Regions from separate parts of the Capsicum annuum genome. Here region 2 is linked to region 1. The links are chromatin contacts, called in public Hi-C maps. All regions are on one chromosome and are shown on one strand. The core of a region is the stretch at or near the end of the contact, and the rest is flanking DNA. Distances in the headings are between cores, read along the strand shown. Region 1 holds the start of LOC107867740 (scarecrow-like protein 1). Region 2 has its middle 16 kb from the start of LOC107867736.

Region 1 (6,740 bases), core at 3,963-6,462:
GGCTGCAGTCCTTTTGTTGTTTTAAGGCCTGATAATATGTTATTGCTTAGCAAATTTACTAATTATTTCTTTTTACCTTTTTATGCGCACAGAGTGAGGAAGATCTTGTCAGAGCAGACTGATTCCTCGATGTCCCGTGAGAAAGTTGTTAAAGTTTTGGAAGAGTTGCAGGCGCAAGCTGAAGTTGGTCTGTGCTTTGTAGGTGTCAGACACTAAGTCATATTTCTCATCCGATCATACTACATCTATATTCTAACTCCTATTGCAAGCACCTCTATTTACCCGGTTTATCAACGGTTCAAATAGAATAGGAATCTGCAAAATGAGGCAATTCCCTCCGAGTGAAATTCATTCAATGTAAAGTTAGCTCGTAATGTGTATACTTGTATATGTGAGGTACCTTGCTGCCTTCCATCGTCTCTGCGGCCGTTAATGTGGAACTGAACTGCATATTATAGTTGTACGTCCAAGTTAGTACACTTCTCTCTGTGGGGTACGGTTAACATATTATACTTTTCCGTGTACTGGGATATTTCTAGGTTGCATATGCAGATAATTAGAACAGCACTCATATTTACTGAATGGTGCTCCACTTGAGGTACTGTTTGTCTGGCTCAAATTGGTACTAGGGAAAGAAGAACAAAGCCACTAGGTTCATATTTGAACGGTAACTGTTCTATGAGTTGATTTAGAAGACTTTGACCTAGCTTAAAATCCAAGATTCGTGTATCCTACAGTGTTACGATAAGTTTGTACGCACTGACTAATTCAACGCGCACACTGTTATAGCCACAAGCACATATCCTAGACTTCAACCAGCTCCTTCATACTTTGATCCAAACAAATAACGAGATGGAGCACCTTTGGTTGAGCTGCTACTTAACAGAAATTTTTTAGAAATTAAACATTCTTCAATTGTACAAGCACAGCCTCTAAACATTTACAGGCTGAAAAGCTTGTGAAGGAGAAATTGCTTCTGATTTAGTGAATCTATTATTCCAAGTTCATACAGTAAGCACGCCCTAGTCCCAAATAAGTTAAAATTAAGTACGTAAATCCTCACTTCTTTATCAAGCTCAAATAATGTTGCCATCATGCCAAATCAAAAATAAAAGTGAAAAATAAATTAAACATAATAAAATAATAGTGATAACAATACACCAACTTTATAGATGCCAATAAATAAAAAGGTGCAATTGAAGAAAATCACTGCAACTGTTGGGACTGAATAAGATTCTGCTGAACTGTCCGGACAGAAAAATAAAATGAAGTGTAAGAAATACTAGCAGAAGTTGAAAGTGACATATGTAAGACAAAAATCAAAACAGTTTTTATGTACTAATCTCACATCAACCTACATTAGCTCATAAGTTAATTTTATCTTCAATAGCATCAAAGTATACAATGCCATGCATTCTGATCATAAACACTGAATTATATCACACAGCCGGTTTTTGCTACAAGTTGATCCAATGCCGCGCATTGTTTGTTTCTGAGCGCGCAAACTTGGTTACTATTTCCAAGCTGAAGCAACAGTCATGTTCTTGTCTTCCCACCCAAAATAGAGTGCACCTGCCTCTTCCTTTGCTGTGTACCTTTCGCTATATTGCTTGATTAGAGTCTTGATTGAGTCATAGACATTTCGGCTAATTGGGCATGGAGTGAAACCAGCCATCATCATCCTAGCTCTCCACTTTCCTGCAACTTCATAACGCTCTATTCGCTCCAATCCCTCACAGGCAACAATGTTGATGATATCACGTGCAAGACATTGCCGTTCTACATTAACCCTCTCTTGGCTGTCCCTTGAAAGAGTTGCATCGAGAGACTCGAATACAGCAGAATAGTAGCTGTAGACTTCTGCAAACCTTTGTAGAAATGGGGCGGTGTTGGTGTTCATGTCTTGCTCAACAACTGTTACCAGCTTAGGATTTAAGCTCTTCACCATCCGCAGAAGCTGATCTCTTTGGTTTACCGTTGATACACTTTCATCAGGCATGTGATGAAGCTGGAATGCAAAGTTCACTAAAACAGCTTCACCAGGACGACACTTTAACATTGTGGGGGTGACTAATGCAGTGTTTGAAGGCACTGCTTGGAATTCAAAAGGGATCTTAAGATCTTTAGCCAGCTCTGCGAGCCTCAGACCAATGACATTAAGGCTTCCAACAGCACGTTGGATAGATTCAGGGTCATCTACCCCAGTTAGCCTCAAATGGGGTGGCTTACCAGGCATACTACCCAATGTCTGCAAAAAAGTGTAATATTGACTTCCTTGGTTAATGTCAAAATCTATAATGTGAACTCTTTTCTCATCTTTAAAAGCCTCTAGGAGTGCACCATTTGCTGCCATAAAACCAAACCTAAAGTACGGACATACTTCAAAGAGGACTTGCATAGCAGAGAGTCTCTCAGAAGAGGTGGCTTCTTTGCATTTTAGAGCTTTATAAAGACCTCTCCCAGATGTAGCCATTCGGGCTGCAAGAGCTTCTACCATGTAAGCTGCAGTTCTTTCAAGAGGATCTCCTTGGATGGAGACCATCTGCCTCAGTTCATTAATCACAGATGACGCTTGTTCAATGTTTCCATCTTGAATAGCAGCAGCACAACTAAAAAGCATCTGCTTTGGAGTTTGAGGAGCAGTTACAGATATTTCCTTATAGCTACTACTGCTACTGATATTAGAATCTGCGGATGTAGACTCCTTGGGAGAGTCCTGAAGTAACACAGTTCGGATCTGGCTAAACCATTCATCATCTATGTCCATAGTCTCCCCATGAGCACATACATCATCTCCTTCAATTTCGTTATCATCAAAAAGTACCCTTTCAAGTTCTTGCAGCTTCATTGCGACCCTTCCATCATTATATTCTGATGAATCTGGACTTTGATTGACAAAGTCTCCTGAATCACAGCTACCCTGATTGTAATCTCTTGATGGCTGGAAAGAAGATGAATGTCTCTGGTGGAATGGATTCCCCAAGGCATCTGTAGGTGATATGTTTAGAAGTTCTTCTGAAGGCGAAGGAGAGTCGAGCAAATACTTAGGATCATAACTGTCTGTGCTGCTAGACTCTGTTGCATACATAATCCCACGTGCATTTTTGGTGTAAATGGATGTTGACAAGCTAGAGTTATCGTTGTGACCATTTGGGAAATAGAGCTTCCCATTTCCAATTGATCTTACAGATCTAACTAAAGACATGGTTCACTTGTTATCCCTCAAAACAAAGCTGCTTGAAGTTTTCCCTTACAAAAAATGTTACTCAATTCAATTAGAATCTGGTGCGGGATCCCTGTAACTGAATGTCGTATTTGGGAGATATTCTCTCTGCTTCTGAAACATCAAATACACACAGTCGATTAGACAAAATAAACCAGTAGTGTAAAAGAAGACAATATTAAAATACAACTACGGGAGAATCTGAACAAAGTTAGGAAGTGAAAGAAAAGAAGATATATGCATTGTTGATTAATAAGATCCTCATGCACTGGACATCAAGTCAGGGGACAAATGTTCAACATTTGAGATAGAATAGAGCAGGTAGAAGACGATTCAGCAGCATAAAATCATTTTAGTGAAAGAAAATGTACTCCCCTCTTTATAACTATTCAAAATAGTTAGAGCTTTTAAGTTTAAGGAACCACATCTATGAGACAAATGGAATTAAAAAGCTACTCATAATTGGTAGCAAGTCATCTTGCAACCAACATTATCAACTCGTACGCTAAATGGAGTATACTTTGTGCACAACTCCTGCAAAACCAGGACTTACTTTTGTGAAGTTAGAAGTTTTTCTTAGTTCATTACTCATGCTTCTTCAGCACTTGAAGGACAACGTCAGAATTACATGCCGTTGTTCATAGAACAAAGAGAAAATTGAAGAAGATATTTACCATAACCAGTTCTTTCTTTTGAGACAAGGTATTAAAAAGTTTGAACCAAGAAGGGATTTAGCCCATTAGAGATTCAACAAAATACCAACAACAACAAAAAATTTAGTGTAATCCCTTAAGTGGGGTCTGGGGAGTGTATACCGTACACAGACCTTACTCCTATCTCTGGAGGTAGAGAGACTGCTTCCGAAAGACCCTCGGATTCGATTCAACAAAATACAAAAGAGAACATAAACCTCAGCAAGAATTAAGCAAACACTCCAAAATCCTTTGATTTCTACAGATCTATCCTCCTCTTAGGCATATAAACATGGTAATCAAAAAATCATACTGGAGAGCTGTGAACTCTGTAACTTCTGAAGATCTACAAGGACAACAACATGATCCATACACAAATTGTGCTACATAAGTTTGTAAACAGATAAAGAACTACCCTTTAAAAACAACCTACTATGTCAAGAAAATATCAAGAGCCAGCCACCAAATTCAGAACCAAAAAACAAAGCAAAAAACCAGAAAACATAGAAAACAAGAAGAGTAAGTCAGAGAAGCAAAGACAAATATACCTGTCTAGTTGAACTCAGAAAGGGAAGATCTTAAGATGAGATAGAAAAATCAACCACAACAATCTGCAAAATTCATATGTGAACACATAAAACATGAATTTCAATATTAGCTTAGAAGAAAAGCAAGTCCTTTAAGGCTTTGACTAAGGTAGATAAAATTAAATAGAAGAACAAGTAAACAGACATATTACCAAAAAAAATATCTTCAGTAGGTACAAATCAAGCAATAAGATACAAGAAACTTTCAAACTAACCAAAATTAAGATAAACACCCCAAACAAAAACTTAGTCTGTGTGTGCCAAAATTTCAACCTTTCAAGACTTTTAAGAGAAATGAAACTAATCAATCTTACGGAATTCAAGAAAAAGGAATGAGAACACTTACTCCCTTTGAATAATATTTTATATAGTTGCAAAGAAGCTTCCTAAAAAGCCAAGAAATTCAAACCCTTTTACTTTTTGTAGTTCATAATATTATTTTGTCTTAGTATTGCAATTGCAAGTATGTATTATGGTATATAACTATATACCAAGCAAGTTGTCTGAGTCTACAAGAACAAGTTGTTTGACACAGTAGCACAAGATTGTGTTAAATTACAAAAAGGGTAAAACAGTGTGATCCATGCCATTTTGTTCAGTTAGTCCCCACACGACAAAACAATCTTCACCATTGAAACATAATCTATTGGAGTATGTTTCATCGTTACATGTGAGATAAGCATGGATATGTTTCATATAACGCGTGTACCAAGATGATTTTTTTTAATTCTTTTTTTTGGGTATATTTCTTTAGTTGTGGTTGGTGACGTTGGAGTGCATGTCATGAATTCAAGACACAGTCAATTGTTTAAGTTTTTTTTTTTCTTTTTTTAAGTAGGGCAAAGCTATAAATATACCCTTTGTTATACTTTGTATATAAATCTTCGTTATATTTTTTATATAAATATATTTTTATCGTTAATGAAAGGTTATAAATATACCTTTATCACTAATGGTGGGACACACATCACAATCGTGTTCCTCCATTAGTGATAAGGGTATATTTATATCATTTATCAAAGTTTGAGGGTATATTTGTACCTTTTCTATTTTTATAATTTACTTTCTCCGTTTCATATTAGTTGATCATTTTATTAAAAATAATTATTTTATATTAATTATCCATTATACTAAATAAAAAAAGCATTGATTAAATTTTAATTATATTATCCTTGTAGTTAATTCATTTGGAAAGTCTTCACATTTGTTTATAAAGTTTTCAAGAAATTTTTTATGGTGTGAATTTGTAAAAGAAAACTTACCAAAATATACTATATTTAAAAACTTTTATCATTTATAGTGTATAATTTTAATATATGCATAATCTTACTATCTAATAAGAGGAAAAGGCCACGGAAACAGGCAACTCTCCGTCAGCAAGTCTGCTACTCCTGCCTGCTTCATCAGCTACTTGCTCCATGATTTTACTGTATCATCTCTAGTTAATTATTATAAGTTATTTATGTATTAAAAATTAATAATATTTAATAAAAAATTAATTATATATTTTTATTTTTTAATATATATATATATATATATATATATATAATTTTACAAAGATTAATGAATTCGATAAATTAATAATAGTAATAACTAACTATTCTTTGATGACAATATTTTCACTTCAAACATGAGTCTGTTTTTGTAAAATGGGACGAATAGAGTACTCTTGTAAGGGCATGAAAAAATAAACATGATAAATTAATGGACCGAATTGAGTAATCTTTGTGTGGTTTAATTATATTAATGGATCGAATTGAGTAATCTTTGTGTGGTTTAATCTACAAGATTACTCTATTCGTCCCATTTTTACAAAAACAGACTCATGTTTGAAGTGAAAATATTGTCATCAAAGAATAGTTAGTTATTACTATTATTAATTTACCAAATTAATTAATCTTTGTAAAATTATATATATATATATATATTTATTTATTTATTAAAAAAATAAAAATATAAGATTTATTTTTTATTAAATATTATTAATTTTTTAATAATAAATGAATTATAATAATTAATTAGAGATGATATAATAAAATCATGGAGCAAGTAGCTGATGAAGCAGGTAGGAGTAGCAGGCTTGCTGACGGAGAGTTGCCTGCTTCCGTGGCCTTTCCCTCTTATTAGATAGTAAGATTATGCATATATTAAAATTATATAACTATAAATGGTAAAACTTTTTAAATATAGTTTATTTTGGTAAGTTTTTCTTTTACGAATTCACACCATAAAAAATTT
Region 2 (6,202 bases), core at 838-3,337, 350 kb before region 1:
CCTCCGTTCCATGAGTATCCGTTTCATTTTATTCGTCCTAATTTGACATTGCACATTGATTAAAAAATAATTAATAACATGATTATTTTACTATAGTATCCCTATTAAATGATGTTTACATTTTAATTTGAAAAAAAATAATTAATACTAAGAGTAAAAAAGGAAAAAAGAAATTGTCTTGTCTTGATTAATGAAAAATGACAAGAAAAATGAGAAATCAAATTAGAATATTTGAGGCGAGTAAAATGGGATGGAGGGAGTACTTTTAAGAATATTTATTGCAGGTTGTAGGTGTACTCTTTCATAATTATAAAATTCAATTTTTAATCACAAGCAGTGTTTTAAAAGGCGGTCTGAGGCAAAATTTGGGGCTTGTCTCGTGGCGAGGCAAAGATAAAAATGCATCGAGCCACTGTGGGGAGGCGAAAGTCTTGAAAGACGAATATCGTGTAATTTGAGGCGAATGTCTAAGTGTGGACCACACCTTTATTCTTGGACGTAAGCCTTAAAATTTTTATAAATTAAAATTCTTAATCAAAAGTTAAAAAGAAAAACTAAAATGTCAAACTTTAAAGTATTTAATATTTTGCCCAACTCTTTTTATTAAAATATTTCAAACAAAAATCTTTTGTTCTCCGAACAATTCTTTTTTAATATCTTTATCTGTACTCTGTAACTTTACGCTATCACGCTAGATATTAAATACAAGAAGGTAAACACTTTCTTCTTCCTTTCTCATTATTCAAGTTCCTTATTTTCTAATTTTCATTTGTGACTCATAATTTTGTATTTTAAATTTTTATTTTTATTATTTTGTGCTTCTTCTAAAATACAATAAGTGATAAATAATAAAGTAATGAGAAAGTGGGTGATCTCTGATTCAGTAGTTTTTTCAAACTTTTGGTTCAAAATTTTTTTAATTTCTCAATTCATTATTTGCATGGTCCATTGTTCATATCCTATAATCTTGTGGTCGGGAATTTAGAGTTATGTTTTTTTTTTTTTTGTTATAGATAAGTGGTGTTTTTGAGGATATATTATGATTTTTTTATTATTATTATATGAAGATTCACTTCGATATTAATTGGATTGTGTGGTTTTAATTAATTTTTGTAACCCTTAAGTAGTTTTAGATATATCTTTTATTTTTTTTTTTTTTTTTAATAATTTTGATGTTTTTTTTTTTTTTTGGTGATTTATATTTTTTAAAAATCTTTATTTTTAATTATATTAATATATAAAATATTAAAAAGTAAAGAATCCACGAGGCTTATGCTTCATTGCCTCGGGGCTTTCTCCTCAACCCCGTCAGGTAAAAATCCTCATTTTACACTCCCGTCTTTAAAAATATTGATCACAAGTAGTCGTAGTTTTGATAAAATATTATTAAAAATATTTTTCTTACAAAAATCATAGATATTTATTAATATGTCTCCTAATTATTTTTTTTCTTTTCCTTAAATAACTCTTTGCTGATATTAATTCTCAATATTTCTCCCTAAATACACATTTTTTTATAATCTTCATCTCTTTTTTCCCTTTACTTTTTCCTAATTTGTCATACAAATTCAAGATTCTTTCTCTTTCTTGTTTCTCCATTTTCTTTCATACTTATTCCTTTATTAAAAATAGTTTTTTATACATAGCTTACGTGATTTTCATGCTTTCATCCATGAATATATATATATATATATATATATCTTGAAAGCAATAAGATTTATCTTTTTTAAGTATGAAATTAAGATGGTAGCATCATTCAATCTTGATTCAACATCAAAGATAAATGAGATGATATCTTGATTCAAAAAGTAAGCACATGGTGCATGAAATGTATTTACGAAATGATATCACATAAATTGAAGTATCATAATTCATAGTTATCAATTTGTACACACATTTCATACACAGTTAAATTATTTTTCTTCCAAACAAACTGATTATGAATTTACCATAACCAAAAAAATAATAAACATATTGAATTCATATAGAGAAAATATAGTTGAATTTTTTTCTCCATCTTCTTCCATGTCGTTCACCTTCCATATTGCAAAGATAGTATTATTCTTCGTTTGTTTTAATAACTTTCGTTGCAATTATGATTCGTAATCTGTATTTAATAGTATTTTTTTCACCTTTAAAGATAAAATTTTTTGGATAATTTTATGTCTCAATCTGCATATGAGATCTTATTTTTTTGAAGAAAGAAGAAGAAGAAGAATATGCTATAAAGAAAAAGATGAGACTTGAATTTGAAAATCAGAAAAAAAAAACGGGGTGTGAAATCTTTTTGTTAATTAACCTCTTTTTTTAAGGAATGTTTTTTAATAAATAAAATATAATTTTTTTTTACTGTGTTGATCTTCTTTATTAAAAAAATATTTGCTATGTATTACAATCTAAGAAATATTGCTATGACTTATAATAAATAATCTAATATTATATATATAATCCCCCCCCCCCCTCTTTCATTAGAGTCTCGAGATTGTTAGATTTTTATGAGTAGGGTGAATGGAAAAAATGAATATTTAACAAGGTACCTTCGAAATAATTTTCTCCCATACTGAAAAAGAAACAAATGTTTATTGGGTTCTAATACAAATTAAAGTTACTTTGCTCCAGCTCAAAGATTTTTTAAGATGGCATGTCCTTGCGTTGTCATCGTCTCTTGACAGTAGGACCATTAGTCGAATGAACCCATATCTTTGGCCTATTATTTGTTAGTCGATTCAACTAGCAGCTTTTGCCTCTTTGGGGGCCTTATTTTTTTTTTTATACTAGATTATTGTTAGGAATTTCTAAAGTCCGATTAATAATTAATAAAAGTTGACCATCCTGACTCTTCAATCGATGATTTACTACTCTCTCTTAATGGCAAATGCCCATGTTTTAATTTGAAAGTCTTAACCATCCCCAAATATACAGTGTCTGATTTGATAGGGTTAGAAGGAAAGAACTCTTCTTTTTTCCTCCTCCGTTCAGTTCAGTTTAATTGACCAACTTTATATACCATCAAATAATTTTATATTACTGTTTTTCTTCCTTATTCTTGACGGTCATGTAATTTTTCCTTCCATTTTATTTTTCGTTAATTTTTCATAAACAACCACTAGAGACCTTTTCATTTTTTTCTTTAAAAAAGGAAGAAGAAGAAATGTTATAATTTTTGAGTTGTACCTCTTTGTGACTCCAAGTTTCCTGGGGGTTTGGGCCACAAGTGACAAAAGAATTTTAAAATGAGGTGTAGGTGACACAAGTCTTAATTATTAGTTGGAGGTGACAATTACTTTATTATGGATTAAGAAAGTTGAAAAAATTTGAAAATAACCTACAAGTTTTTAAATTTACACTTTGATTACAATGTTTACCTAAAATAACGGAAAACGGAGGAATAAAAAGGCACCTTTGTCTCTCTTCTCATCCATTGTTGTTTTCTCTTTCTTAGCGATTTTTGTTGTTCATTATTTCTGCTGCTTTATTCATCATCTTTTGCTTCATTATCATCATCTTCTACTTCATTATCATCTTCATCTTCTTCTTGTCGATCATTTATTGTTGTTGTTGTTGGTACATCGCTACTGCTGTGATCTGACCAATTTCTTAGGTTAAATTTTGTTTACTACACCACTTTCCACTTTGGCATTACTTCATAGGTGACTTTGATAAGTAAAATTATGATTTTTATTCGTATTTGTCATCTGGGTACACTTCTGTTTTTCCAACAATGGATAGAATCCTGATCATGAATCCAGCATAAGTGCCCACAATTTAAAAAGATCAATCATCTGGTGCATCAGATGATTTATCTGTTGCATCAGAAGATTTATCTGTTGCATCAGACTATTTATCTGTTGTATCAGAAGATTTATCTGTTGCATCAGACAGACGTATTATCTATTGCATCAGATGTATTATCTGTTGTATCAGGATGTTTATCGGTTGCACCAGACTAATTATCTGTTGCAACGAATGATTAATCTGTTTGGAACAACACCAATCAGCCCTTGCCACAAACCCAACAGATAACCAATATGTTTCAACTCTTGCTATTGCTACTGGATTCAAAATTATTCCTTACGTCCAATTATCCGTCCCAAATTTTCTAATTCGATTTCTCATTTTACTTGTCTTTTTCATTAATCAAGAAAAGATTAAAAAAAATTCATGTTTTACCCTTTGCATTAATCATTTTTTCTTCAAATTAAAATGAAAACATCATTTAATAAGGGGACTATATGCCGACCGACGTTAAAAGCTTTCTTCTCTTATGAAATTTTGATTGAATAGCAAACAATGGTTATTTCAAATACGTCTACTGTCCCACCAATCGATCAGTGGGTTATGGTAAACTAGACATGTTATTAATTATTTTTCTTAATCAATGTGGCATCTCAATTTGGGATGGGTAATTTGAGACGGAGGAAGTACGAATTAGAACGTCAGAGCCAAGCAACAAAATAGTCATCTGTTGAAACAAACTATTTATCTGTTGCATCAGACTTCTTATCTGTTGCAGCATGAGTAATCTGTTTTGAACAACACATCAGCCCCTGCCACAAACACAAACCCAACAGATAAATCTTGCTATTGCTACTAGATTTTAAATTATTTCTTTTTACGTCGAATCGTCGACATGTTTGTTGAGAAGATAATAGACAAAATGAAAATTAAATAGGGCTTAAAACATCAAAGATCAAACATATTTTTTTTATTAAACTAAAAAAAATAAAAATTCATATAATAGACTAAAAGAAAAATAATAATCTAATTATTATTATTATTATTATTATTATTATTATTATCATCATCATCATCATCATCATCATCATCATCATTGCCACCCGGCCAATCTTCAACTTGAAGTAGCAAGACCCTCCTCAGCCTGTGTATCTCGCGGAGCATTCTTGCTCTAACTCCTCCCAGTTCCCATTGCAGGTCACGAACTTGATTTTGAAGTTCATTCACGGTGTCTTGTAGAAAAGCAACGTCCCACTCTGGGTCAGCCATAATCTTCTAGAGTGTAAAACGACATGCAATGAATAAATAGAGTGTAGTTGAATGAACGATCGAGTAAGAAAGGACCTATTTATAGAGGATTGAATTTGAATGAGAGGCAAGAAGGCGCGACTATTCACCTCCATTCATTAATTACATTTTGATTAAATTAAGAAAATAAATATTGTGATATAAGTCATGATTTTTCAGATTATTATTATTAATTAGTTATTTCGAAGAACCGTTTTTATTGAGTTGTGACAACAGATTCTATATCTGTTGCATCAGATAACACATCTGTGACAACAGATATATTATCTGTTGCAACAACTATAAAATAAGTTGCATCAGATAACCTATTTGTTGCAATATATAATCTAACTGTTCACCTCCATTTATTAATTATATTTTTGATTAATGTGAAAAGTAATGACTTAATTAAATTAAGAAATATTGTGATAAGTCATGACTTTTCAGATTATTATTATTAATTAGTTCATTCCAAGAACTGTTGAGTTGGGACGACAGATTCGATATCGGTTGCATCAGATAAATCATCTGTGACAACAGATATATCATCTGTTACAACAATAGTGAACCTGTTGCATCAGATAATATATTTGTTGCAACATATAATCTACTTTTTTTTTTAAAAAACTATCATCATATCATTAATCCAAATTTTCTTACTCTATCATCATATCATTAATCCAAATTTTCTTACTTTTTTATTTTATAAATAACAAAAAACCCCTTTTCAAATTTCTTACTAAAATAATAACCATTTTATTATATAATAAATAATTTTAAAAAATAAATTCAAAAATAAAAATAGTGAAAAGTCACGATCAGTTATTAAAATTAAATAATTATTCTTTTACGGTTATAAATTGTGTTTATCATTTATTTACTTATTATTTATTTACGAAATATTTTTCATAATGAATAATCGAAAAATCATGTTTTTTCATCCTTTCAATAACAATAATAACCCTTTTTATTAATAACCGCCAGGTGCAACATATGATCGATCTGTCATAGCAGATTAACCACTGTTGACACAAATTGCTCAATCCCTACCACCAACCGTTGACATGTTGAGAGCAAGGAATAAACAGAATGATTATTAAATACAAAATAAGAATTAAAAATTCAAAGTCGACAACAAAATGAAATGAATGTTCATAGATTTTTGAATCCCTTGGGTAGA

What was found. A called contact is a pair of places that touch in the nucleus more often than the background predicts.
Region 2: a contact with region 1 is called in a Hi-C map of leaf, with 3 times the contacts expected there. The contact joins the enhancer-like site here to the promoter of LOC107867740 in region 1. A contact is called at or near these places in 2 of 5 Hi-C or Micro-C datasets (leaf and placenta).

The regions. Positions count from the first base shown.
Region 1 is chr4:171,480,112-171,486,851 of UCD10Xv1.1, reverse strand. LOC107867740 (scarecrow-like protein 1) reads right to left here and starts at 5,212. Exons shown (of 3, transcript XM_016714121.2): 1 at 4,849-5,212; 2 at 4,464-4,526; 3 at 1,307-3,337. The coding sequence starts at 3,205. The coding sequence ends at 1,514. LOC107867739 (small RNA degrading nuclease 5) reads left to right here. Exons shown (of 10, transcript XM_047410858.1): 10 at 93-479. The coding sequence ends at 216.
Region 2 is chr4:171,825,021-171,831,222 of UCD10Xv1.1, reverse strand. No RefSeq gene overlaps it. Among protein-coding and RNA genes, the nearest start is that of LOC107867736, 16 kb to the left of the region's middle. Within about 2 kb of position 2,087, at least 2 of the 5 cell types and tissues checked have an H3K27ac peak or open chromatin away from gene starts, as enhancers often do. A contact at or near this core is called in leaf, where this site is marked.